4 separate regions of the Mus musculus genome follow, and all the other regions are linked to region 3. The links are chromatin contacts, called in public promoter capture Hi-C maps. All regions are on one chromosome and are shown on one strand. Each heading gives the region's core, a stretch centred on a gene start, on an enhancer-like site or on the middle of the called end of the contact. The rest is flanking DNA. Distances are from core to core; before and after follow the strand shown. Region 1 has its middle 11 kb from the start of Gm31781. Region 2 holds the start of 4932435O22Rik (RIKEN cDNA 4932435O22 gene). Region 3 holds the start of Fam104a (family with sequence similarity 104, member A). Region 4 overlaps Gm31724 (a long non-coding RNA gene).

Region 1 (4,911 bases), core at 777-3,276, 950 kb before region 3:
AAAAACCCAAAAACCAAAAAAAAAAAAAAAAAAAAAAACCAAACCCAGCCTGCTCTTGTGTGCTTTCCCCATGGCCCAGGAGGTCTGGCTCCTTGACAGTTTCTAGGTCCCCCGAGTGACTACAACACACTCCAGGTTTTCCTAATTTATCAAATGTGAAGGGGAGCGAGATGGTCATAGGTCAATTCCACTGAGGGATTTATTATTTATTTGTGAGACAGAGAGCGTCCTTGTTGTCAAGGCTGCCCTGGAATCAATCCACCCTGTAGCCTAGGATGGCCTTGAACTACCTCTAGTCTTCCTGCCTTCGCCTCACCCATGCTGAAATTATAGGCCTGAGGTACCATGCTCGCAAGATTTCTCTGCTTATTTAGACATTATCCGAATGGGCTAGGAGTTTAAAAAATCTCCCCGCTAGGCAACCCCAGTGGCTGAGCTGAAGGCTGCAAGCTTGCTTGCTGCAAATGCCACTCTGGGAAGCCACCTGGAGTCCCCACCAGCTTGTGCCCCTCCCAGCGCCGCCAGAAAATAACCACCGCTAAGTTGGCCTGCAATATCAGAAGTGGATTTTGTCTCTCTCCTAGAGGCCTGAGGTCTGAGATTCAGCTGTCAGCAGGTCTGAGCTTCCTGATGGGGCTGGGGGGTGGGGGTGGGGGGATAGTGAGGGGGGTGTGGGTGGGGTGGGGACCCTTCCTTGATTCTCTGAGCTTTTGGTGGCCCTGGCTTGTTGCTCAGTTCTCTGCCTCCAGGAAAACATGGCCACCTTCCCTCCCGCTGCCCTGATATAAGGACTGTGGCTGGATCTAGTGCCACACTGACTCGAGACGAGCTCCTCTTGCCCCATATCCACAGAACACCCACAAACTCTCCTCTCAAATGGGAGTTCATCTGAGGATCTGAGTGAACATGCATTTTGGGGGACACAGTCACCTGCTCCCTTCTACATCTTTCCTCTCTTCCTGGTCACATACCCTCTCTCCGTTGGGAAACTATCCCTCCCCCAGTCCACATGAGGCAGGTGGGCTGGTAATTGTAGTGGGTTTTCTCCTGTCCCCCTGGCCACAGGGTAAGACGTGTAACCTCTCTGAACAATCACATGTGTCGTCCCAGGCTGTAGGAGTGGCTCTGAGGGGAATGGGGTCTGAGCTGGCCAGGCAGACTCACCCTAGGGCTTTGGATATTTCCCAGGAGAGTTGAAGCAAAAGGGGACTGGGAGGTGGGGCGACATCACTCCAGTGAGCAGAGAGCCTTGAGGGATCTTGCTGTAGGGTCTCGCTGTAGGGTCTGTGGCCACCTCCCCTACTGCCTCAAGAAAGAAACTGGGGCTGGATGTAGTGGTGCATGCCTTTAATTCCAGCACAGAGGCAGGGAGATCTCTGTGAGTTCAAGGCCAGCCTAGTTTACATAGTGAGTTCCAGGACAGCCAAGGCTATATGGTGAGAGACCTTGACTTGAAACCGAACGAAACCAAAACCAAAATTAACAAGAAAGCAAGCTGGTAGTTGGGGTGTAGGAAGAGGTCATCTGTGGTCATTGCAGTGGGCAGATAGGAGCAGAAGGATGGGAGGGGGCGGGGAACCTGAAGAGCCATGAAGGGAAATCCAACGTGTGCTTGTGTTTCTTGCCTCAGAGGCCAGGTCTGGCTAACCATCTAGGGAATGATGAGCGCCCATCAGTGGGCGTGTATGAGGAGGGCTGGGGTGTCCAGCCATGGGGAACATTCTTCGAAGAGTTTCCACTCTGGGTAGGTACTGTACTAGATTAATGTCTCCAATAAGCACACACCAGGCCCCTCCTGTGTGCTGGGTCCCAGGGTTGTAGGGCTGTGTAGAGAAAAGACAATATTGAGGTAATGTAGGTCAGTTGGAGGCAAGGAGGCTCAAGAGGTGGACTTTGCTCCGGAGATGCTGGGCGGGAGGGTGGAAGGAAGCCCAATGCAGCGAGGGAGGCAGCTCCTCACGCTTACACAGCAGGTGCTTGGAAGCATTTGTTGAATAAATGAATTTAGATTATTTTATGGTTCACTTGCTTATGTCTGCCAGTGACTCACGCTGTGCACATCCTTCCTTTTGTGCAGCCTTCCCCAGCACACAGATACACAGGCACACACGTACACACATACACACGAGCACGCACACACACGTACACGCGCGTGCGCGCGCGCACGCACACACACACGCACACGCACACGCACACGCACACGCACACACACACGCACACGCACACACACACACACGCACACGCACTGTACACTGTTGATTGCCCAGTGCTTTGCCTGGCACCTGGAGCGCTGAGTAAGCAGCTGTGGTCCACATGCCTGCAAGGCTGTCAGATGGATGATTGGCAGCTGGTGGGGAAAACAGCCTTGCTCACTTTACTGTCTGCTTCCCCCCCCCCCCCCGCCCCCTCGGTGGTGCTGAGCTGGAAGCGCTGCGTGGCTTCTGGCACATGGGCTTAAACTCAGCACCTAATGACTCACTTTGTGGATTATCCACGGCCTGTTTCATTTATGACATCTCTCTTTTCAACGGTAAGCTTCTGGGATACATTTAGCAAGAACCAGGCATACGTGACCATTTTAACAGGGGTTCGTGACTCTCATAGTACTTGGGGAGCCTGGGGGCTTTTCAGAAGGGGGAGGGATGAAAACATCAAAGAGAAGCATGAGGTGGGGGCTGGGGCTGGGGTTTCTTTGCTGTTTAGAAAGTCCTGAGGCATGGGAGGGGTCAGCTCTTGCAGCCACGGACCCTATTCTTGGAAGGCAAGTCGTTGCTGCAGGTCCCACATTCAGCCACTAGATGTCAGTGTTTCTTAACAGACGGAGCTGGGGATGGCCTCTTGCAAGGGAAGTTCTAACTGGTGGTAAGTGCCTGCGGGGTGAGTGTGGATGCCACTGTCTATTTAAGAGTTTCCGTATATTTTATGTAGTGAGTCGTCTGAGGATCCCTGGAGTTCAGAACCACATTACCTCCATCCAGTCCAACTGCAGACAACTGTGTGTGTGTGTGTGTGTGTGTGTGTGTGTGTGTACGTGACATTGTCAGCAAGGAGAGGGTGGAGCTGGGCAATCAGGCTTTAGGAGCCTTTTTGCTTCCTGGCTGAGAGAAAGGAAAGACAATGTCAGATGTGGAGGGAGGGGAGAGGAGAAAGACAGCCAAAAGCTGGGGAGAACCCACCTCACATAGCATCACAGCATGGGCCACATCGACACCCTGGAACACTTCCGTGTGCCCCAAGCTTCACTCCTGGTAGAGCTTTGTGTGTTCCAGAGGCTCCCAGAAAATGTACCAAATGGAGGTTGTAGAGATGGAGGCAGAAGAGGGACATTGGAGTAAGAAGAATGATGGAGGCCCCCAGTATACTCATCAGAGGATGAGGAACAGAGCCCAATCCCCACCCCACACCCCAACACTTACTTTCCTCCCGGCTCTTCAGTGCAAGAGTTAGGAATCTTCAAATGTAAGGCAGGGATTGGCTCTTGAGCCCCCAAGGGCAGTCCTAGAAATGTCTCCACTCAGGGTGGTGACGGCTACGGGCCCCTATTGCAGTACGGTGGCCGGAGATCACAAGCTTCAGGCTTTACACAGAGATAAGAGAGGTTATCTGCTGCCTCCCCTGGTTGCTTCCCCACAGAGTCTCAAGTTCCGTCATTAGAGACTGTGATTTATTTAGGTCAGGCCCTGGCTCCCCCTAGGAATTTTACATAGTTTCTTGCATGTAATAGACTGTTCAGTAAATATTTGTCAACCAAAGACTCCATTAAAATAAAATACCCTGAGGATGGGTAAACCATTTTCCTTTGCTAACACTTCGCTGTGAATTAGCTGATCACTCTAACTAGTGTCCTAACGAGGTTTCTGAGGGCCGGTAGTTCCAATGGGAAGTTCTCAGGCAGGGAGAGAGGCCTAGTCTGGGCAAATGTCTAGGGGGGAGATGGGACCTGATGGGGAGCAAGGGCAGCTGTGCTGAAGGTCAACACAAGGACATTGGAGTGCTTGCTGCCGGTGACGAGGATAGCTCTTCCCTCTGGAGACTCTCAAGTGATTTCCCTGGGAGAGAGTCTAAGTCCTCTCCAAGGATGGGTATGGAACTGCTTTCTGCTCTGGGCAACTCTCGACACCCCAGTCCCAGGACCCTTGGATGCTTCAGCCTGACTGTTCCTTGAAACCTAATAGTGAGGTCACGTTAATTAAGCCACCAGCGTCACCTTTGCCCCAGCCCCAGCCCACATCTTTGCTAGGTTAATGCTGACGAGTTATTCACCTTGAACGGACCTACCACAGGGAGCCTGTGGTGAAGGGGAGATGGGACTGGCATCATTCTAACCTCCCCAGGGTGACCCAGCATCCACCCACACACATTTGGACCTTGTCTAATGAAAGCAAGAACAAATGCATGACTTCACCTATGTTCTAACTTTAACTCATCGCTGTAACAGAACACGACCAAAAGCCACGTTAGGAGTAAAGGGTTTATTTGGCTCCCAATTCCAGGTCACAATCCATCACTGAGGGAAGCCAAGGTGGGAACTCAGGACAGGATCCTGAAGGCAGGACTCACAGAGGAAAGCTGCTTGCTGGCTTGCTGACTTCCAAGCTCCTGCTTAACTGTCTTTCTCTACTTTAGTACTTCTTTCTTTCTTTCTTTCTTTCTTTCTTTCTTTCTTTCTTTCTTTCTTTCTTTCTTTCATCTATCTATCTATCTATCTATCTATCTATCTATCTATCTATCTATCTCTCCATGCATCCATGCATCCATCCACCCACCCACCCATCCACCCATCCATCTATCTACCTACCTATGAGACAGGGTTTCATTATGTAGCCCTTGGCTGGCCTGGAACTCACTATATAGATCAGCTTGCCTCAAACTCATAGAGATCCACCTGCCTCTGCTTCCCCAGTGCTGAGA
Region 2 (4,976 bases), core at 573-3,072, 760 kb before region 3:
TGCCAGAGACAGAATTCTAAAAATGTTTCCCAAGACCCCCATCCTTTTGTTTTCTAATCCAACTTCGACCTAGGTATTATTGCAAAAGGGCTGCCTAGGCTGGTGTAATCAGCGGGCCTTAAAATAGGCAGCTTGTCTAGGCAGACCAGAGTGATCGCACAAGGCCCTCAGAAACAAAGGCAGAGAGTCAGCGTTCACATATGAGAGGTTTCTATGTTCTGTTGCCGCTTCAGAGATATAAGGGCCACATCCAAATAGCACAGAAGTCCTAGCTTCCCAGAGCAAACCCTACCCAGTGACCAGTCAGGAACGAGAACTTTAGTCCCAGAAACACAAGGAAGCCAAACTAGCCAGGGACTTGAATGAGGGGAAAGCAGATTCACCACACGGCATCCAGTAAAAGGCCGATTAGTAAGACGGCTTGATTTTATCTTTCTGAAATCTGGAGCTAAAGTAGACCTGCTATGGAGTCTCTATACGGTGTCTTAGGTCATAGCTGTGCTTTTCAATTTGGAGGTGGCCCAAACTGGCTGGCCTGGGTTGGTTCAGGCTGTATTACAGGATGGCACATTAGTTATGTCTACTCTACTCTTGCATGTTTGCATACCTGGTGTTGTGGTTTGAATATGAATGGTTCCCAAAGGCTCCTATATTCAAGTGCTTGGTTCCCAGTTTGTGAAATTGTTTGGGAAGGATTAAAAGATGTGAACAACCTTGTTGGAAAAGGTTTCAAAAGCCCACACCATTCCCCGATAGCTCTCCCTCTGCCTGGTGCTTGTTTGTCAGACGGAAGTGCTCACCCACTGCTCCTCTGCCATGCCTGCCTGCCTGCTTCTTTTGTGCTCCCTGCCATGGTGACCTTCCCTGTTCATGGTGACCCATGAACCCCCAAATTAATTTTTTTTAAAAAATACATTTCCTTGGCTGTGGTGTTTTGTCATAGCAATAGAAAAGTAATTAAGACATGTGGTCAGTGTCAGAGGTTCAAGGCCACTTCCAGCCTCAAGAACACAGGCAGTCTTCACTGCATCATGGAGCCGCATATACTATTAGCCCAAATGAGCCATGTGGAGTGAGGGGAGAGGCATTACCAAGAGCCAGGACGTCCCATTCTCTGTTAAAGGAAAGATCTGGAAAACAGAGACCTACAATCTACTCTGCATATCCCCCACTGGTGATTTAACAGGACCCCACCCCCACCCCAATCCCGCTGTGTTCTCCCAACACCCATCTTCAACCTGTCACCTACCTGCTTCTTCAGTTTCCACTCCCCTGTGTCTCCCACATTGGAACATCATAAGTTCCGCACAAGTGGAAAGTTGTGTCTAGATCAGATCTGGCACATAACAGGTGGTCAGTGTGCATTCCTTGAATGGTCTAAATCTGATCCCACTACCCACGTCCACATCATGAGTTGTGATTCATTTTGTGTGGGAAAAGCAGCCACTATCCTAGCTCGGGGAGATGGACTGAAAAACCTCATCACGTTGGAAAACAAACCAATTTCCTGCACTGATTTGGAACCTCTGATGAGCCCGAAGAGTTGGAGATGTTCTAAAAATAACTCCCACAAAGCCTCACTGTGACAACACGTTTCTCCCCCTCTGACCTGCCCGATGGAGGGGCCCGGGCCTAATAAATTCAAACAACAGGGCATGCCAATCCCCAGAGACTTCACTCCTGGGGCTAAGATAATAATCCCAGGGTTTTGGCAGGCATTCCTGGATCGCACTCAGCTTCTCTTGCATGAAAGGACAGGCCGCCCCTGCCAAATGGAACCACCTTGGAGAAGCTGGCTGGGCTGCAAGTGCTATCCTCTGCAGTCAGCAACTGGCAAGTTCAACTGGTGTCTGTGGGGCGCCAGGCACAGCCTCTGTTAACCCTTTCACCGCCCGCCCTGAAGAGTGAACACCATTCTGCTCCCCACCGAAGATGGGAAGTGAACTCTCTTTCCTGATATGACAGGGACAGGAGATACCACAAAGCTTCAAGGTCAAGCCCGTGATTCAGGTTGGTACCCTTTCTACCAGGTCAAGTGGGTGGAAGGTTCTAGAACTACTGAAACTGGATTTTTCCAGGGGGTGAATAGGGCAGTGTTGGGACAGTACTGGGGTGTGTGTGTGTGTGTGTGTGTGTCCTGGCTTACCGTGTTCCCCAGTCCCTTCCAGGAGTCCTGGGGTCTGAAGGGAAAGTGGTGGCATCAATGCAGTCGGATGTGTGAGAAGCAGGGACAGACACCATTACAAGTCTTGACTAGAATCACAGCACCATAGACCCAGGAGTCTTCCCACCATTCTTAGCACCACTGCCATGTATTATCTATGATATTAATTATTTATCAGTAGTAGTTATAGCCATCACCACCACAGCTAGATCATTAATATTTACCAACAATTAATAGCATTAATATTTATTAATATTAATCTCCATTAATAAGATGTAGAAATGCTTGTCAATTTATCAATAAATATTAATGGTATAATATTTATTATAATAATGAATAGTTATCACAAATGCTATCCACCAGGCATTAACGAGCCTAGTATAAGGTTTGGGGAGAGGGCTCAGGCTCAGTTCAAATCCTCAACACCCGAATCAAAAGGCTGGTGGTGTGGTGAGCAGCTGCACATTAGCACTGGGGAGGCAGAGACAAGAGGATCCCTAGTGCTGAGAGCCAGCCAAGCTGGCTGAAGTGATGAGCGTCAGGTTCAATGAGAGACCCTGCCTCTAAACATAATATAAGCTGGAGAATGATTGAGAAAGACTCCCAGCATTGGCCTGGCCTTCACAAAACATGCACACATGTGTGTGCAAGAGTGTGTGTGTTTGGACACACACACCACACACATATACACAAGCACGCACTTACGTATGAACATGTACACTTTGTACACACACAGAAGAAAGTCTTAAGACATTATCAATTTTAAAAAATTGTATGTGCCTGTGTGTGTACTCGGACAAATTTATGTGCACTGTGTACATGTGGGTACCCATGGAAGCTAGAGGGCAAGAGATTCCTGCAGCAGGAGTTAGAGATGGTGGTGAACTGCCTGATATGGGTGTTTGAAACCGAGCCTGGGTCCTCCAAGAAAGCAGTAAGCACTCTTAATTGCTGAGCCACCTCTCTAGCACTTCGAAGGGAGAAATGAAAAGGTAAATGCAAAACCTACTATAGGTATTAAAATAATACACTTGACAGAAAAGGAAACTGAGGCACAGCTTAGGTTCCTGGATGAGCATAGCCTTCAATAAGCAATGGAGCTGGGGAGGGCCTGGCTGGCCAGTGCGAGGGCCCAGCCTTACGTTTACTTTCCATAATATCTGAGAAAGCAGATTCCCGGCTTCCACTTGAAATGTTATATTTATTGAGTGCTCTGGCGTCGCTCACTGAGAGCAAGGGGAGGGTTGGGAGGGCATGGTGCCAGGGGACCCAGGATCAGAGGGGTGCTGACCCCTCAGAGACTGAAGTGGGGGATGGCACCATCAGATGTATTAAAATGCAAATTTCTGCCTTGCTTGCTGGTTTATCATCTGACTCGTTATACAATTTGCCAGTTATAGAAGAAAAATTACCATAATGGGGCCCTAGGGAATGGTTGTAAAAAGGAGACCAAACGTTACTTATCAGCCGTTCCACTACAATTATCTTCTGCGTTTGTTCTCTTCCTCTTCGGAAACATGAAACCGTCATGTGCCAGGGACTAGGCGCTGCCTGGGCAGAGAGAGTAAAGCGGCTGTAACTGTGATCTGCTTTCCCGCTCTACTCCCTGCCCCCTCCGCACTCAACCCCACTCCAGTCCTGCCCAGTGGCCGCTACCTCCCCTCAGCAGTGGTCCTCCAGGGTAGGACCGGAGGACACTTCCAATCAGAAAGGAGGTAGAAGCTCTGGGTGAAGTTTTGAGTGTTTCCAGGACAGCCTCTTTCGGGGGCGGGGGGGGGGGGGCGGGGCGGGGCGGGGCTTGATTGGAGGTGGGGCAACTGAGTATCTTTCTCGACTCAGTAGGTGCCAGACAGGTTTACTCAGGACCCAGGCAGGCACCAGAGAGCCAGGCTTCTGCAAAAGTGTACAGTTATTGTGTCTGGCACTCCCATTCTAATTTCACCCCTGCCCTGACGACTCTCACTCCCAGGATAGCTTTCGATCCTGTATCTGCCAGCTTTCTTCTCTCCTGGGGCTCCTTGCAACTCCATTCTCTCAGTGTCTAGCCTTGTACTTGGAACATAATAAGCAGGACATAAATATTTGATGAATGAATGAAAGTGTGTCTGTGAGCCCGTGCCCGTGTGTTTCCAGGTTATTCCAAAGTTGTCATCCCCACAGGCTGACTTCTTTTTAGGTCCAGCCAAGTCTTCTCTAAGCCCCAGGGCCTCTGCCGATTTCTTGGGTTTCTGGAGCCTGCATATTCAAACAGGCAGGGGAGCTGATAACTGCGCCCCGCCAGCTGTCTGTGCATATTGCTTAGATATTTACACTTTCCCAGACCTTAGGCGGCTCTGTCATTCTCTTAGAATTCCTTTTGTCTTAGTTCCTGGGGCTCCTCATTTGCCTCTGCCACAGTATGAAAGGTAAACCCTCTTTGCCTCTGAGTTAAATTTACAAAGCATGAATCCAAAGCCACTCACCGAGCGCTCAGCCTCCTGCTTAGCGGGGATCTCTGTGATACCTGGCTTCTCCAGCTCTCTGCAGGAGAGAGGGTGCAGGCAGAAATGTTGCTTACACAAAACTTCTTTGATGTTACTATCCTCTAGCTGTAGGAGCCCTGTGGCAGGGGCACTGGATGGGTCCTTTGACCTCTGGTTACCCACTCCATTGGTGTTCAGACTCTGGGAGGGCAAGCCACCTCAGAAAGCTCCCAGGAAGCCAGAATATTATTCCTTCATCTAAACTTTTTGGCTCAGGGAGCAGACGTCCTCCAGAAGAGAGCGCCAGATCTCGTTACAGATGGTTGTGAGTTACCATATGGTTGCTGGAA
Region 3 (5,590 bases), core at 841-3,340:
GGTATGATCTCCATTTTTAAGTTATAAATTGTAATATAATTGATTATTCATATGTATATGGATATATAATCATAGGAGGATTTCTGAGTTCGAGGCCAGCCTGGTCTACAGAGTGAGTTCCAGGACAGAACCCTGTTTCAAAAAACCCCCCAAAAAAAACCAAAAAAAAAAAAAAGTACATTACACACTATATCTATCTCTTGTTATTCTCTGGAGTTGGGAAAGGAGAGGGTTGAATTACAAAGCTCGCCTGTGAGCTATTACTACATCTTTAAAATTCCAAAGGCCAGGAACCATCTCTCCTGGGGATGACTCCATTCTCAAAATCTACTACCACAAAGCATATTGTGTACCCCTGAATGCTCTGAGGAAGCTAAGGTGGTTTAATGGCAGCCTGGACTACACAGGGAGATTGTCTCTCCATCAATGCCCACGCAGACACACCTCTACCACTGACGCTGGTATGTGACATTTGTTGAACGAATAAACATGTTTACTATAACTATTTAATACCGTGACTGAAAATACCTCCTGGCCAGTAAATAGATTAAAAAAAATAAAAAACAAACAAACCCCCCAAACCCTGAGTCTGAAACCACTTTACAAGATAAAAATCCATTTGTTTAAAGCAACCATTACTTTATCGTTCATAAAAGGCACACCCAAACTGTTTCCCACCGAGTGCACCATAAGTCTTCTGTTAGTGAGAATGCACTGCCGCACTGAAGGGCACACGACAAAGACAATACATGGGCTTTCCAGTTTTTTTGTTTGTTTTGTTTTGGAGACAGGGTTTCTCTGTGTAGCCCTGGCTGTCCTGGAACTCACTCCGTAGACCAGGCTGGCCTTGACCTCAGAAATCCGCCTGCCTCTGCCTCCCAAGTGTTGGGATTAAAGGCGCGCGCCACCGCCGCCCGGTTGGACTTTCCAGTTTTAACGGTAGACTTTTTTGAGATGATGGGGTCTTACCTGGTAGCCTTGTCTTCCCTGGAACTCTCACTAGGTAGACCAGGATGGCCTTGAACTCACATAGATCAGCTTGCTCTGCCTCCTGAGTAGTGGGATTAAAAGGCGTGCATTACTACGCCAGACTCTACACCCTACACTTTAACAGGGGTTTCGTTTTCCTGCCTGACCTCTTGTCGACTCTCCTAAAGACCCCCATGCTTATGGATCACTGTTCACGTTTGGCAGAAACTCTGAATATCAGTTTGTGTAAGGTGGGGAGCTGATAGTACTGAGTCCTAGACAAAGAACTGGATTATGCTCCTGACAGAGAAAAGGGAATGCGTCTGACAACCAAAGTTAAGACTTCCCCAAGTCTTAGAGTACACGTATTCTGGTGGTGGTGGTGAGATCACATGGGAGACAAGGTCTCAAGTAGCCCAGGCTGGCTTCGAACTTGTTACACAGTCGAGGATGATTCTGACCTCCTGGTCTTGCAGCTTCTCCTCCCAAGAATGGGGATGACAGGTGTGCGCAACTCACGGCGGGCAGGGACCTCGCGATTCGCCACTGATCAAGCTCACCTCGCCAGCCGCGAGGCAGCTCCGTCCACACCGCCGCGTTCCCACGCCTGCCGGTCTCCCCCACACCTCTCGGTCCGGCCTCTTCCAGCAGGTGGGCGTGGCCCTTCCCGGTACGGAACTCCGTTATCCCGTTCGCCTGTTCCGCACTCCTCTCTTGACCTGCAACAAAGGTCGCGGAAAAATAGCCCAGCCCTTAGCTACTCCATGGAACGGGCTCCGCACCGTTCGGAGACGCGAAGTTCCACGCCGCACACTCTTAGAACCCGGAGCCCACCAACACCTTCCCAACCAGAGGACCCCTGAGCCTGTGGCCGTCCGCGTCTGTGCCTGATGGAGCTCGTCTGGTTCTTTTTAAAATTTTCACCTTAGAGAGGCTTAACGCAGAGACAAGTATCAATGATCGTCAAATAATGTAATTTATCTAAAATCTGGCTTGACTTTTACGTCGTGTCCTGTTTTGTTTTTGAACAGGCGGCTGCCCCGGACACCTAAACGGGGGTCCTGGAAGTTCCCGGTCAGTCTTCCCTCTGGGACCCGCCTCTTCCTGCGTGCGCGGTGATGGGAAAGCGCGGCCGGCGTCCCGCCTCCGCGCAGCCGCAGGAGGACAGTACCACGGCGCCTGCGACATGGGGAGGCGCGGAGGCGACACCGGAAGTGGCTGTGGTCCGGGTCGGCCCGAGGGGGACTCAGCGCCCGCAGCAACCACCCGCGCGGCGGCGGTCAGAGCTCAGACCCGTGCGGGTGGGCGTGGCGGGCGCCGGGACACAGCTCCGACTGTTCGCTGTCGGCGCGGGGCGGCGCCGCGTCGCTCGCCTTCACCAGCTGCCATGAGCGAGCGCCTCCGCCCCAGGTGAGGGAAGGGGGGAACCCGCTTTCTCCGCGGCCCCTCGGCCGAGGATGTGCGCTCTGGAGCCGAGGGGCGGACGGAGCCGGCGGGGTGGTGGTGCGAGGCTCTGGGCTGCGCTGCTCTGCGGTCGGAGGAGGCGGAGGGGAGAAGGTGGCGCCGCCTCTGACACTTGGACCCCGTGGGCAGCCAGGGAGGCGACGCTCTGGAATCCAGGGCTGCCCCTTCTCCGTCTTTTCCTTGTTTTCTTCGTCTTCTGCCCTTTCCGCTTCGGAATGAGGTTTGTTCGGCCCGACGAGACGGACGGTGTGGTCCTTCCTAAATTGAGGCGGGCGGTGGTGGTAGGGGGATGGGAGGGATGGCCGATCTGGAAGAGATGGCTCCCTTCGAGCGAGGCGCCTCGGAGAGGGGACGGGATGCTTCGGGGGCGGGGAGCTGCTGGCGCCCCAAGGTCAGGAGAAAGGCGGGGGTTGGGCTTAACCCCTGCAGCTGGGAGGGCTTAGGGCAGACCGCAGCGCTGTGCCCTCCCTCATCTGATGGACCCGGGTGGGTGGTGACCCACTCTCGGTTGTAGCATTAGCAGGCAGGATTCTAAACAGTTTGGATGAGGGGCCAGTTGGCTGGGAGCAGGGAGGTGGCTAACACCACGAGTTACTCTCAACCCTCACTAGGCGGGCGGCCCCTCGGGGCTTTAGGCCCGATCCAGATGAAGTTTCTTTTCTCCTTATTTTCCGTCTGGGAAGAAGTAAGTTGGGACGCCTTACCTCAGAATGAAGAAGGCTGGCTTTATTTCTTACTGGAAAGTCTCCTAATAAGATGCTTGACGATCTATCTACATCTACGCTAAGTTGTACTTTTTCATTTCTCTGGTGGAGAACAGAGAACGGATTTAGAGAGACTCATTTATTTATCTAAGTCTATTCAGGCTCGCGGCTCTTTATTCCGTAGTCGTCTCAGGCTTAAAGAAGGTGGATCGTAGGCTTGCTTTTTTATTTTCTCTCATAAATGATTTTACTTATTTTATTTTATGTGTATGAGTGGTTTGCCTGTGTATATGTATGTACATCACGACGTGCGTGTCTAGTGTCAACGTAGACTCAGAGGAGGGCTGGGAACAAAACCCCAGTCCTCTGTAGGACTAACAGGGGTCTTCCGTGGCTGGGCCATCTCCTCAGCCCTGAGTCTTGTTCCTTGCATTCTTTGGTTATGAATGTAATCATTGTTTTGCAAGGCTTCTCCCTGAAACAGTTATTTCATGGGACTGGGGTTCCCCAACATTCTGAGATGACTTGATCCAGTGGTGAGAATTTTAAGGTCCCTAGACTGAATTGAGTGACTGATTTTGGTTCTATAGTAATTGTAGTAGAAAGCCTGTACTTGTGTCAAAAAAAAAATGATCAAACTAAATTGGAAATTAGAAGGTGCTTGCCAGAATTATAATCTGGTCCATGGCATTAATGTACTCCAAAAGGTTTAATCTTACTGATTGTACAGATAGAATGAAGCCATAATCTTGCCAGTTATTAGAAATCATTGGAAGGTTCAAATTAGGTCAAGTTGGAATTATGGACCAGTTACAGTCACACCATTAGAGTTAGGGCTGTGACCTTTAGATGCAGCAAGCCTGAGCTGACTGCCATCTTTTAGATTCTTTTGGAATGTCTCCCTCATGTGACAGCCCTCAGCATTTTCTGTCACTAACAGATTTTTTTAAATCTAGTGCTGCAGACAAGTAGTGTAAGTTTGTGCTGATTACAGATTCTTTTTATCTAATATACTTATAGAAATCTTAGTGTGTTTATATATTTTGGTGACTTTTTTTCCCCCTCTTTCTGGTGACTTCTTTAAAAACCAGTTATCAAGGACAGACCTTTCTTGCCTAATTTTTATTTATTTATTTTTTTATTCTTTCTCATCACCCATGAGCTAGCTTGGCCCCCTCTGGTGTCAGACTTTCTCAGTAGACTGAGAACACTGTAGAAGGGTGGTTGTATGGTAAGGAAGTATGCCTTATCACAGATCCTTAGCGTCTACATATGAATTGGGAGAGAGACACCTATAGTAAGAAGCATTTGAGATGGACTATGATTGTGCTTGTCTTTAACCCCAGCCCTCAAGAGGCAGAGGATCCGAGTTCATGGCTAACTTGTTTTGTATAGCCAGTTCCAGGCCATCCAGGCTACCTGGTGAGACCTTTTATAATAAAATGAAAACCAGTTGTTGTACTTTCTATTTAAGTCTGCCTAAGGTTCTTTGAAGAGGACCAGGAAAATAGGACAGAAGTGAGATATGAAAAGTGATGGAGCCAGCCATTCTGGGGGTGATAGATCTAGCAATTGTTTTTCCCTAAGTGGAAAGGAGGTGCCTAGAAAGACAGTGAACCGACTGTAAACTTGTGATCTTGTCAATTATTAATAAGGGTATCGAAAGCTGAGTGTTCTAGGGAGGCATTTAATAATGAAAACTAAGAACAACAAACATGGAGCCTAGTAGAGCTCATTCTTAGCTCCTGACCACTGAAAAGAGGCCCGAGAGATGGTGCTTATACACTGAGAAACTGACAGATCTTACATGACTTGCCCAGAGGCAGATGACAACAGTAGAACAGCCCAGTGCTGCTATTGGTACTGGGAGGAAAATGCCCTGTTACAGATGAGGAGATGGCAAGTTTTGGTCAGCCTCATAAAGTTTGGTTGCAGTGACTCAGCAGCCCCAAGCATAGCCAGCTGTTGTCATGCTGATAAGATAAAAGTTGAGGTGCCAGTGTGCTGCCACTGTTGAGGGTCTCTCCCAGCAGACCTTGTCTCATGCAAAATGCCTGTAGTGGGGTGGAGGAGAAGCTTCTTAGTTCAGTTTATATACTAAGTTACTGTTTGTTCATTCGTTTGTTTGTTTGTTTATTTCTGGTTTTGTTTATCAAGATAGGGTTTCTCTGTGTAGCCCTGGCTGTCCTGGAACTCACTCTGTAGACCAGGCTGGCCTCGAACTCAGAGATCCACCTGCCTCTGCCTCCCAAGTGCTGGGACTAAAGGCGTGCGCCACCACGCCCAGCTCGTAAGCTCATTCTTAAGAGTAGGATGTTTTCAGAGTCTTCAGGATACAAGCTCTTGAGCCAGAGTGATGATTTTGGCTTCTAATCATAATCTTGGTTAGGGACTTGCTGCATATGGAAAGCTGCAACTGTATAACACCCATTTTCCCTGTGTGTGTGTGTGTG
Region 4 (5,222 bases), core at 108-2,607, 860 kb before region 3:
CCAGCACCCATTTGAGGCATCTCACGACCCACCGATCGGACACCCCTGGCCTTTGAGGGGTTACCCACACTCCCGTGCACATACTGTCCCACTCCACCATGCCCACACATGTTTAAAAGACAAGGAAAATCTCTGCATAGGTGAAGCCATTTGACTGTTTTGCAGGCGGCGAAATCAGAATGCAGAGACTTAGAGCTGTGTAGGCTTGCCTGGCCGGTAAGGGACTCAGTTACAGAGGTGATGTGGCCCCTGAACTTAAGCTAGGTGTCTGGCCCCTCTGATCTTCAGTCTTCCCCAGAACATATTGCAAGGCCAGACTTAATTAGCAGGCCAAGTTGATACACTCCTGCTTAGCTGCTTGTCAGAGGAGAAGCATGCAGGGGGGGGGGGGACGGCGGGACGGGGATGGGAGGGGGGGGCGGGACGGGGACGGGAGTCGGGGGGGGGGGCGGGACGGGGACGGGAGTCGGGGGGGGGGGGGGGACGACGAGGGATGGGGGATGGGGACGGGACCAGACAGGGGACAGGGAAGGGGATAAGGATGGAGACAGAGGGGGGAATGAAAGGATTGGGAAGACAGGACGACTTGGGAAGAGAGCATTGAAAAGCCCTAACACACACCCTGTAAACTCTCCTCTGAAACAGCTGTCTATTCTCCCTCTAAGGAAGGGGTTTATCTCTGAGCTGGATCCAGCTTTGACACACCAAGCTCATTTCATCCCCAGCCAATCCCCTGGGAAACCAAGTCTGGACCTTGGTCCCTTGGCTCCTTCTCCCAGCTCAACCCAAATCCCCACAATCGGCACTCTTGCCGCCAGAGCTTCCAGAGTGCGCCTGGTATTTGGAAACTCGGGGGGTGGGGGTGGGGGGTGGGGGTGGGGGGGATTACCCTGTGGGCTCAGATCCTGGAAGCCCTGTTCAGGAGGGTGGGAGGGATGAGCAGAGGGGCCTCTAACATGTCAGTCTGCTCATTTACCTCATTCGGCTGCCAACAGTTGGTCATGCTGTACCAAGAGGGGCCCTTGGCCAAGGTGGTGCTGGGAGGAGGAGGAGGGGCAGAAATGAGAATGCTGGGTGAGCCAGGTCAACTGAGGTTAGCTCCGCCCACCATGGTTCTCATTTCCCTGAGAGGCTTGTTTGACGTGACCTCCCTGCTGACCTGGGGTTCCTTGTCTGTCAGCTACGATACCTAGAGAAACTTCCGGAAGTTCCTTCAAGCTCAAACTGTCTGACCCCAACGTTTCTCATCGTCATTTTCGAGGTCCTGCCTCACTTGTAGTTTCACAGGGTGAGGCCTGTGTCCGCTCCGCCATAGGGCGCGGCTGATTGGAGAGGCAGAAGGTGGGGAGTTTGACTGTGCTTATCCCACGCAGATGCTGGGCTGTAGGGAGGAGCCGAGGCACCGCTGTGGGGGTGGGAAAGCCAGAGCTGGTCCAGGAGTCCCCAGGCCTTCAATGAAGCCGGGGCTGTGGGGTTCTCAGGGTCTTTGACATCCAGGCGCTGCTGAGAGTCACGGAAAAGCTGAGAAAGAAATGGGGGCCAGTGGGCTGGGTCTAGTTTGAAGTATGTGTGTGGGGGGGTGCGGGGAGAAGGGGCGTTTCAGCTTGTCCCAGTGGGGAGAGTCCTTAGTTTGGTGGCAGGTTTGGTGGTGAAGAATGTGTAGGAAGGGAAACTTATTGGCTCTGCCCTCCAGGCCTCTAGGTATCTCATTAGCATGGAGAATGCTGTCATGAGCCTATGTGACCACAGATCAAGTCTCTTTGCCTATTGTTTTGGTCTGAGGTGTTAGGGATGCCTCATCTACTAGTGGAAGGGCTTGGGGTGTTGTCCGTACCTGACTGTGGGCCACAAATCTCTCTGTGGGGAGGCCGCAGCTATGTGATAGGGACCTGGTGCCAGGAGCCGGCAAAGTTCCTACCGTCCCTTCAAGGCCTCCTGGGCTTTAGTTCAACCTTATCAGGCTTCCTCCAATGGTCCACAGCCCTGCAGTTTCTCAAGAGAAGGGTTAGTGTGGGTGCTCAGGTGGAAGTCAAGAGTGTGCTCCAGCAGGACCTAGGGGTGGGGTGGGGGTGGGGGATAAGAGCTGCTTTGCAGGTGGTCTGGAAGTGCCCCTGGATTTGGCAACCTACATGAGCACCATCTGAGTTTCCCAGCAGGGCTCTTCCTGCTGCACTGAAGCAGGAGACTTCCTCTTATCTCACTCACCAAATGGATGCTGTGGTGGACCATCCATCTGATAGTAGGAAGGCTCCAAGCTAACTGGGAATAGGGTGGGCCTTTGAAATCCCAAAGCTCATCTCCAGTGACACATGTCCAACAAGGCCACACCTTCTAATCCTTCCCACAGTGTTCCATTAACTGGGGACCAAGAATTCAAATATATGAGCCTGTATCTTTATTGGATATTCTTTTTGAAACCACCACAAGTAGCACATGATCTTAATGTTGAGCCAGCTCTACAACTCCCCAGACCTCTTGACCCTTAACTGCTGTCCTGTCCTGGATGCTTTCTGGAAACCAAATGTGCTGTTCACTCTGGGATGCAGAGTACAGATTTTTCTTTTCCCTCCATTTTTTTTTTTAAACCAGAATCCTCAAAATCCTCAAAATACTCCAAATGTCCCCCTTATGGCCCCTTTCACACTGATTCATCAGAGGATGTCAGCACTCACACCCAGCCCTGCTCTGTGATCTGAGATTTGGCTAACAGGCTATCTAGTCTTCTATTACTGCAATTACTTCTCACGACCACATGGTGTCACTGTTGGTGATTGGTCTGGCGCAGTTTAATGGATGAGACCAATGGCAGGGTATGCATAGTCTAAGTCAGTCAAGATAAAAACACCCTGGCACACAGTTGTTCTGTGAGCACAAAAGTCTCAACTAAAAGAACCTGGGACCTTGAGATTCTTGGAGGGAATAGCTTTGCTACGGCCTGGGCTAGTGAGACTTAAAGAGTGACCTTGCCAGCTGCCACACCCCCATTGCCAGAAACTCCAGTGCACAGTATTTTAAAAATAAATGTGTGCACTTTGCTCAATCGCAATAAAGATGACCTTTAAAAAGATAGTTATGAATGACCTTTTATACCATCTCCTACCCCATATGCAAAAGACACTCAGTAGAAGCGAAAGCTGTTAAAGTTCTCTCTGTACTTTAAATGCCCACTTGCCCTCGACACCTCTTAACTCGGAGACATAATTTTATAGGAAGAGCTGTGAATTTGCAAATTGGAACTCTCAGCATCTCAACTTCATACCCAGAAATATTTAATATTAAATATATACCCATTTCTTCCTCTTAAAACGACTTTACCGGTCTTGTGGGGATTTCCCCTAATTTTTATTTATTTCTCGTAGACGAGGGAAGAAGCATATACGATAGCATCGTCTCTGAGAGGCAGAGGACAACTCGGGGGAGTTAGTTCTCTCCTTCCACCGTGTGGGTCCCAGGGATCACACTCAGGTTGTCAAACTCGGCAACAAGTGCCTTTACCCACCGAGCCATCCTGATGACCCCTTTGTGGATCTTTAAAGACTTCCCTTTTTAAAGAGCCAGACTTAGTTGACAGCTAAATTGTGTATAAAATTCAGTTCTCATTATCCGCCCCAACAGCCTCTCTGCCTATTGGTGCCTCTATCCACATTTATTACAGCTCTTGGACTCTCCAAAGTGTAATTTTTTTTTTTCCGACATAGTAACAGAGTTGACCCAGAAAAGACTCTGCTTGGCTGTCTTGGACCGCAGTCCACCTCTGAGCCAAGCATTCTGACCAGAGACCACAGCATCTGTCATAGTGTCACCTGGGATGTGGTATCAGTCAAGATGCTCTAGAGGATCAGAACGTATAGACTGGATCTCTCTGTATATAAAGGGGATTTATTAGAATGGCTTACAGGCTGTGGTCCAGCTAGTCCTGCTTATGAACGATAGGTTTAAGGACTCAGTAGCTGTTCAGTCCATGAGGCTGGATGTCTCAGCTGGACTTCAGCATATGCCGGAATCCTGAAGAAGTAGGCTCTGATGCCAGTGAAGGAATGGGCTTGCTAGTGAGAATGAGAGCGAGAACAAGCAGGCAAAAGGAGGAACCGCCCTCCTTCCTGTTCTTTCATAGGCTGGCGGCTGATGTGGACCAGATTAAAGGCAGACCTTCCCACCTCAAAGACCTGGATTAGAAGCATGTCTTCCCACTTCAAATGATTTAATTAAGAAAGAAAAAGTCCCTTACAGGTGTGCCCAGTCATTTTCTTTAATTCCAAATGTAGTCAAGTTGACAACTAAGAAGAGCCATCACAGATATCATGGGGTGAAGTCTCTTCATCATGAGGAGGGACTGCTCAGGTCACTGTGTCTGAGCCACTCATAATGTCTAAGGAGCACCTGAATGATCCCGAAGAAGGGACAGCATGTTTGGCAGACAGAAACACTGTCCTCGTGTGCCAAGGATCATGCCAGCCTGCTGCACCGGGCCAGCTCTCCTGGGTCACCATCTCTCCCTGATTGATCTCCGAATCCCAGAGCTCTGAATGTGTTCTACTTTCACTTCTGTTGCTGTGACAGATACTTTAAAATAAAGTGATGGCAGGCAGGGGTGGGGAGTGGTTAACTGGCTTACAATTCCACACTCTCTATTATTTGAGGGAAGCCAAGAAACTTAAACCATCGTGTCCATGGTGGAGCAGGGGGAGAATAAAATTTGCTTGCTTGCTGCTCAGCTTGCCCTCAGTACTTTTATACAGTCCAGGGAATGGCTCCACCCTCAGTGGGGGTGGCTCCATTAACAATTAAGATGATCCCCTACAGACAAAGCCACAAACAAAGCTGACCTAGATAATTCTTCAGATGTGAGACTTCATTCCCAGGTGAGTCTTTGTGGTAAGAAGTTAATAGGAAAAAAAAAAAAAATCAGCCACCTCAGGGGGAACGTTACCACTGAGGCCCCACTGTCCCATGCCTGCCGCAACTTTACCGTTCGACGTTTCCTTGAATTCTGGGTGCTGTGTGGCCTCCTCCTCTGGACACAGGAGCAAGTCTCAGCTCTACCTTCATGGTAACCATACTCACTCTGCTTTTTAAATGTAGTGTGGCCAACAGCCTTCCTAGGGGACTTCAATTCCAGGGCACCTCAGTGTGTGAGTGTGCTCTGTGTGTGTGTGCGCGCGCGCAAGCACACGCGCGCACACACGTGCAAGTTTGTGTGCCCATGCACTGCTGTAAGGTTC

What was found. Promoter capture Hi-C pulls out the DNA fragments that hold promoters and counts their contacts.
Region 1: a contact with region 3 is called in a promoter capture Hi-C map of hippocampal neurons, with 9 times the contacts expected there. The contact joins the enhancer-like site here to the promoter of Fam104a in region 3. A contact is called at or near these places in 15 of 39 promoter capture datasets (the 3T3-L1 cell line, 3T3-L1-derived adipocytes, the C10 cell line and 11 more), 5 of 484 Hi-C or Micro-C datasets (the AML12 cell line, frontal cortex, stem cell-derived neurons and 1 more), 17 of 115 datasets of contacts at active chromatin or transcription factors (the SCID.adh cell line, astrocytes, cardiomyocytes and 11 more) and 2 of 9 other capture datasets (embryonic stem cells and liver).
Region 2: a contact with region 3 is called in a promoter capture Hi-C map of pre-B cells, with 5 times the contacts expected there. The contact joins the promoter of 4932435O22Rik here to the promoter of Fam104a in region 3. A contact is called at or near these places in 5 of 39 promoter capture datasets (the C10 cell line, the HPC-7 cell line, HPC-7-derived erythroid cells and 2 more) and 2 of 115 datasets of contacts at active chromatin or transcription factors (embryonic forebrain and fetal liver).
Region 4: a contact with region 3 is called in a promoter capture Hi-C map of embryonic stem cells, with 4 times the contacts expected there. The contact joins the enhancer-like site here to the promoter of Fam104a in region 3. A contact is called at or near these places in 4 of 39 promoter capture datasets (the HPC-7 cell line, embryonic stem cells, hippocampal neurons and 1 more), 4 of 115 datasets of contacts at active chromatin or transcription factors (astrocytes, bone marrow-derived macrophages, embryonic stem cells and 1 more) and 1 of 9 other capture datasets (embryonic stem cells).

Annotation. Positions count from the first base shown.
Region 1 is chr11:114,634,411-114,639,321 of GRCm38.p6, reverse strand. No RefSeq gene overlaps it. Among named protein-coding and RNA genes, the nearest start is that of Gm31781, 11 kb to the right of the region's middle. Within about 2 kb of position 2,026, at least 30 of the 459 cell types and tissues checked have an H3K27ac peak or open chromatin away from gene starts, as enhancers often do. A contact at or near this core is called in the SCID.adh cell line, hippocampal neurons and trophoblast stem cells, where this site is marked.
Region 2 is chr11:114,445,706-114,450,681 of GRCm38.p6, reverse strand. 4932435O22Rik (RIKEN cDNA 4932435O22 gene) reads left to right here and starts at 1,822. Exons shown (of 3, transcript NR_027643.2): 1 at 1,822-2,010.
Region 3 is chr11:113,680,651-113,686,240 of GRCm38.p6, reverse strand. Fam104a (family with sequence similarity 104, member A) reads left to right here and starts at 2,090. Exons shown (of 3, transcript NM_138598.5): 1 at 2,090-2,379. The coding sequence starts at 2,156. It overlaps D11Wsu47e (DNA segment, Chr 11, Wayne State University 47, expressed), which reads right to left and starts at 1,807. Exons shown (of 5, transcript NM_001361593.1): 1 at 1,530-1,807.
Region 4 is chr11:114,538,241-114,543,462 of GRCm38.p6, reverse strand. All of the region lies in intron 2 of Gm31724 (a long non-coding RNA gene), which reads left to right. Among named protein-coding and RNA genes, the nearest start is that of Gm39472, 52 kb to the right of the region's middle. Within about 2 kb of position 1,357, at least 11 of the 459 cell types and tissues checked have an H3K27ac peak or open chromatin away from gene starts, as enhancers often do. A contact at or near this core is called in embryonic stem cells, where this site is marked.